Linked DNA regions of Zea mays: region 1 is linked to region 2. Evidence: chromatin contacts called from public Hi-C data. All regions are on one chromosome and are shown on one strand. The core of a region is the stretch at or near the end of the contact, and the rest is flanking DNA. Distances in the headings are between cores, read along the strand shown.

Region 1 (2,994 bases), core at 168-2,667, 850 kb after region 2:
AGTAGGAGACTTGGTGTGGAAGACCATTCTACCTCTAAGGAATAAAGACCGAAAGTTCGGGAAATGGTCGTTAAGCTGGGAGGGTCCTTATAAAGTGAAACATGTGATGTCTGGTAACGCTTATTTACTACAAACATTACAAGGCAAGGATTTACCTAAGACTTTGAATGGGCGTTTCCTCAAACAGTACCATCCTAGTATGTGGCAAGATGCCTAAGAAAACCGATGTGATCACATCGAGTTAGTTGCTTTTGGTTCGCCCAGCTCCACCAAAAGGCAGGGGGGCATATGTTCGAACCAGAAATGAGCCGGCGGACTGTCCGGCCCTGAGGCCGGACGGTCCGCGGTCCGGACGGTCCGCGCCTGTGGGCCGGACGGTCCGCGCGTGCGCAGAACAGATTAGGGTTCCGTGTTTTGTGCTACGGTTGTTAGCTATATTCGCGGGATTAGCTCGGAATCAGTTGTGTAAAGGGTCCAGCCCCCCTCCTCTATAAATAGAGAGGTCTACGGCCGATTTGTAATCATCAACAATCGAATCAATACAACTTTTATTCGCATTTTATCCTAGGAGTAGTTCTAGTCTAGTTTAGGTTTAGCCTCTCAATCCCCAAATTCTCCGCATCTCCTCGACTCTACGTCGATTAGAGGAGTCTAGGTCGGTCTACCCGAGCCTAGACACCACCTAGGATCTCTACTCCCCGACGGGGTCCCTCCCGGGAGCAAGATCCAGGCGCCGTCGGCGATCTCCCGCCGTCCCTGCGTACGCGCGGACCGTCCGGCCCCAGGGCGCGGACCGTCCGGCCGTCAGGCAGGAGCCTTAGCCGCGCACCAGGCCGCGGACCGTCCGGCCCCAGGCCGCGGACAGTCCGCCCTTGCGCAGAGAGCACCACCGCGCCTCGTACCAGGCCGCGGACCGTCCGGCTCCTGCGCGCGGACCGTCCGCCCCTGTGCAGAGGGCACCGCCACGGTTCTTGTTGAGTCCAAAAAGGCGTCAACAATAGGGAAAATACAGGACATTCCAATTGCTTATTTTCGGTGGTAATTTCAGTCTATCTTCTGAATCTGAAACAGTTTGCAGAACTTTCTCATGCTAATCAGAGGCAATTGTAACCAACCTGAAACTGTAATTAGCATCATAGCATCATCCAAACAATTCCAGCACAGGCACAGCACATCGTACGCAACCACATGAACACAATTATTCTCACATGCACACCGGCTGATCACTGTGGGGCTCAATCTTTCAATCCATACCCTGCAGCCTGCAGGCAATTCCTCTCGCACAGGAAAAACCCTTACCCGAAAATACTCATCTGTCGAGGTCCATTCCGGAAAACCGCGCCAGCAGGCCCAGCTCCAACCACCGCTCGTCTCGTCTCCTTCCTCCTCTGCTTCCTCCCGTCTCGTCTCCGACGACCTCGTCTTTCCCCCCCAGCCAGCCTCGCCTCACCGACTCCCCGATCCGGTCCCTCCCTTCGCCAGCTATGCATCCCTCCTCCGGCGCGGGGGACTACGCCCCTTACTACCCACCTTATCCCTCCCCGGCCGCGCCGCCTCCCGCCGCCTACCCGTCGGTGTCCGCCCCGGCTTCTGCGCCCCCGTACTCGTCGTACCCCGCGGACTTCGCCCCCGCGCCTTCGTACCCCGCGTACCCGCCCGCCGACCTCCCCCACTACGCGCCGCCGCCGGCTGCGCCCGCGCCCCCGCAGCCGTACTACCCCTACGAGCCGGCGCCGGCGCCGCCGCTGCCGCCGTCCCCGCACAACCCGGTGCCCTCTCCGTACCCGTCGCTGGATCGGGCGGGGAGCTACGGCTACGGATCTGGCCCTGGCTCCGGGTACGGCCAGGAGCTGTACCCGCCCAAGCCGGCGGGCGGGTGGTCCGACGACGGAGCGTACGCTTACAACGGGGGCGACGCGCCGGAGCCGTACGGGTCCAGGGGCACCGCACCGAGGCCGGGCTCGGGATCCGCGCTGTTTGATGACTACGGGAGGTCCATTGGCTCAGCTGCCGATAGGGGTGGCCGTGGGGGTAGCGCGGCCAGCCCCAAGGTGGTGAGGGCCGTGCCCAAGGCAGAGACGTCAGAGGACGTCAGGGGTGGGGTGCAGAAGTTCAGGGTCAAGCTGCTGCCGGAGGGCGCTGGGAGCCCCATGGATGTGCTCTGTCAGGTACTTTGCTTGTTTTGAGGCTGTGGAACAAGATGAATTTCGTGAACCTTGTCATGTTCTTATGGATGAGCTCTGTAGTCCATTTCTGGTGGCTTAGCATTCAGTGTGCTAACTATACAATTGACCCATTCATCAGTGTGCGAACAGATTGCATTTCATAGTAGTGCGTTGCTTACTGGCTTAGCATCGTCATTCAGACCTGGCTTCAATTTACTTGGAAGTTTTACAGCATAGGAGGTCACCGTGACCAGTAAATGTACCTACGGAGGTCTAGAGCCTTTTCCCCCTTTTAACCCTCTAAGGCACGAGGCGAGACGACTTCATAGACATATAAGTAAGGCGGATAAAAGCATAAAAAATGGAATATAATAGATAAATGATATAGGTCATAATAGGTAGATTATAGATAGAATTATAGATGGATCATAGATGATATAGGACATCAAGTCCTAATGCATAGCATAATTCACAAAATAACATAGTTTTGACCGGTGCACCCTAATACATAGTTCACAAACTAACAAGTCCACAAATGAACACATGACAACATTAAATTCAAATTCTCAGCTCTCAAGTGCTCTCCTTCTAGGCATATTCATCCATCAAGTCATTGTTTGTATTGGTAGGGAAATATTCACCACCATCTTCATGGTTGATGTGATCTTTATCTTGACTATCAACATCTTCAACATCATTCACTATCTTGTTCGCATCCCTTTCTCCCATACTTGGATCATCTTCCTCTTCTACATCAATTTCATCCTCCACTTGCCGCACCCTTCTTGTGTAGTACAATGGTTGACCATGAGCTCTCCTGGGGAGGCTA
Region 2 (3,121 bases), core at 597-3,096:
TGGTTGGAGAACATGCCAAGTAGACACTATCAGGTAAATGGTCTATAAGATTTCTATGGCATTGCAAATTGTAGTCATAACGTGAAGTTTCAGCAGGACTAACTAGATGATAGTTTCCTGGTATAACATTTATTAACAAGACAACAATTTATCATGAATAGTGCTACTATTATCAAATGCTCATGTCTGCGCCCATGGAACAAGTGGTTTTAGAGATTAACCTGGAGATGGATCTTTTGAGGTAATCTCCAAGGACATCCTGGCACCAGTTTGGCAAAGTCAAAGTCAGACTCCAGAAGTGGTACAGCAAATTTGGCCTCATCTGGCTACAAAATACAGCAATATGAGGTGAGAGTAGATATCAATTTTCACAAGGAAAAAAACTGTAAAAATTGGTAAACTTACCCTATCAGCAGAAGGTACCATGCAGACTTCAATCCCCTGTTCATGAGATAATTTCAAAAGATCATTTCTCAACCACAGTATTCAATAATAAAATTGAGGTAATTGGGAAAAGCAGTTGGTAATAAGTCATTCAGGCCACTCAATCTTCAGCACCTGCTTAAGACCCTGTCTATTTATCACCATACTGCAGCTGCACCATATAAAAGCTGCTTTTATCTAGACCATACATCTGCACGTATGGCATACCAATCTAATACCTCAATGTCACATTGTCACCAGATGGGCAACTGAGGAAGTGCGTTAAGCCATTACCTCCTTAGAGAGAACTGTGCTTAGTTCAAACGCTAGTCTCGCGTCATCCACCATGTGAACCCGCTCCTTTTGGTATTCAATGTACAATTCTCTGCAGCAGTCAAAATTAGAATTAAACAGTTATCAAAAGAAAGCTTAACGACAAAAGCAACATGGGTATCTCAGTGTGCTTTCATAACCAACAAGAACATCTCATGATATCAATATCTTCCAAACCACAAACCTGCCACACAAACTATAGTTAAAAAAGGGGTGGGCAGATCATGCATTCATTCAATCTTGGCTCTGGCGGAAAGCAAAGGCACCAACATTCATCCCTACTCAGTACTCCCTATTCATAAACACAGTTACACAGTCAACCACTTTCCCCATGTTTGCAATCCTCAGTCAGTACATAGCACTACTACCACCCCAACCAGATCACAACATAAGCATAGACAACTCGTGAAGCAAGAAGAACCTCACCGAAGCTCCTGTACGAGCGCATGGAGTCCCTCGGGGGCGCGGCAATCCCAACGCGCCAAGCAGCTCTTATCGCCATTTCCAGCAGCAGCGTAATCGACCAGCGGCTGGAACCTCTCATCCTCCGGACCGAACACCACGTCTGGTGCCACCTTGGGAGACAGCGCATTGTACACGAAATCCCCTGCGGCACCAGAATCTGAGCTACGATTTCGAACCCTAGTACCATTGGAGCGAGAGAGCGAGGGTGCGTTACAGTGGACGTAGTCGAGGCAGAAGGGGATGGCGAGCCTGAACCGATCGGCAGGGCGACCGTTGCGGCAGCCGGACCAGATCTGTACCACCTGCAAGCGAGCGAAGTGAGAAAGGGAGCGGCGAGCCGCGAGGCGAGGCAGAGCGGGTACCCTAATGGGCAGCTTGGAGTGCGAGAGGAGGTAGTTGAGCTGCGCGGCGATGAGGGGCGCGAGCGGGGGCGCCGAGGCGGAGGAGGCCGGGCCGGGGGCGTCGGCGGACGGAGACATCGCTGGCGATGAATTCCGGACGCCTCTCTCTCTCTTCTCGACTCACTAGCAAACTTTTTATTAATGATTTGTTCGCTTGATCAGTCTTGGGTTTAGAAATAGAGCCCGGATGATACTCCATTTGCCATTAAACCCACACTGGCCACGCCAAGAAGTTCACTCGAGTACCATGCCATCCAATCCAAGTATATCTCTCCATAGCAGTTCCCGTATCCATCTTTTCTTATCCGCGCTTTCTAATACTACATTCGTTCTCAATATTTGTTGCTCGTAGTTTATTTTTAAATTAAAACACGACAAATAAAAAAACAGAGAGTATATTTTATTAACTATCTATAAAAAATTATGCCATACAAAATCTCTCTACGTTCGGTCCACAAAACTATACGGGGTGACATTCGAGTGAGTCTGTGGTTGGTTTCAACCCTGGATAGTATAGATTGTCTACCTATATGGTCTATGAGCTGATTGATATTAACCAGACCGACTCAAACGATGGGTTGGTTGATAGATCTATCAACCTCCTAATTCGATTGATATCGACCGTGTTAGAGCTAGTACCGATCGATTTGTATCGTCGATACGTCGGATGGTCCGGTTGGTACCGATGGTCTGGTTGGTATCGATCATCTATTTTTAACGACATGACACATTTTGGTTGGTTCACACATATGCTACCTGATTTTTCAACCATTTGAAATACAAAAAACTAAAATCCAAAATTCAAAGAACAAAAAAAAAGAATTATATAATTTTTTGCTTCGAAAATCATGTAGTTTTGATTTATGTTATATAAATTATGTAGTTTTTATTATAAACTATATTGTTTTTTTATTTATTACTCCCTCCATTCCAAATTATGATTTGTTTGACTTTTTTGCCATGTTTGATTGGCTCGTCCTATTATTTTTTTGCGAAAAAATAAAAAATTTCAAAGCTTTTGCTAAACAAAATCACAACAAAAAATAACAAAAATTATGAATTTTTTTGAATAAGACGAGCCGGTCAAATTTAGGTAAAAAGTTAAACGAATTATAACTTGGAACATGGAATATGAATCATGTAGTTTTTATTTCTTTAATTTTGTACTATGATAAATTTTATTTTAATAAAACATAATGTTTTTAGTTAGTTTCTCCTCACATAAGAGTTCTTTATTTACTATACGTGTGAGGAGCTCAAATCATTAGTTTTTTTTTCTATTTTGAATTTATGATTTCTATGCTTTTTGTTTGTTCCAACGTGTCAAACATAACAATCTAGAAACTGAACCTCATGTCGTTTTTCTTTGACCCACTTTCTATTGTAGATTTTTGGTGCCCACGGTTCTCGGGCCAATTTTCAGGTTTTCGCCATTTTTCGTGAACCGTTCCAGGTGTTTTCGAGGGCCTATCGAGTACTGGACATTCATAAACACTATT

What was found. A called contact is a pair of places that touch in the nucleus more often than the background predicts.
Region 1: a Hi-C map of ear shows a contact between it and region 2, with 5 times the contacts expected there. The contact joins the promoter of LOC100273158 here to the promoter of LOC100282640 in region 2. A contact is called at or near these places in 2 of 25 Hi-C or Micro-C datasets (ear and endosperm).

Annotation. Positions count from the first base shown.
Region 1 is chr5:63,912,907-63,915,900 of Zm-B73-REFERENCE-NAM-5.0, forward strand. It overlaps LOC100273158, which reads left to right and starts at 1,418. Exons shown (of 10, transcript NM_001147604.1): 1 at 1,418-2,168. The coding sequence starts at 1,485.
Region 2 is chr5:63,062,329-63,065,449 of Zm-B73-REFERENCE-NAM-5.0, forward strand. LOC100282640 (protein BRE) reads right to left here and starts at 1,847. Exons shown (of 13, transcript NM_001155548.3): 1 at 1,584-1,847; 2 at 1,436-1,523; 3 at 1,183-1,363; 4 at 718-808; 5 at 406-441; 6 at 222-326. The coding sequence starts at 1,700.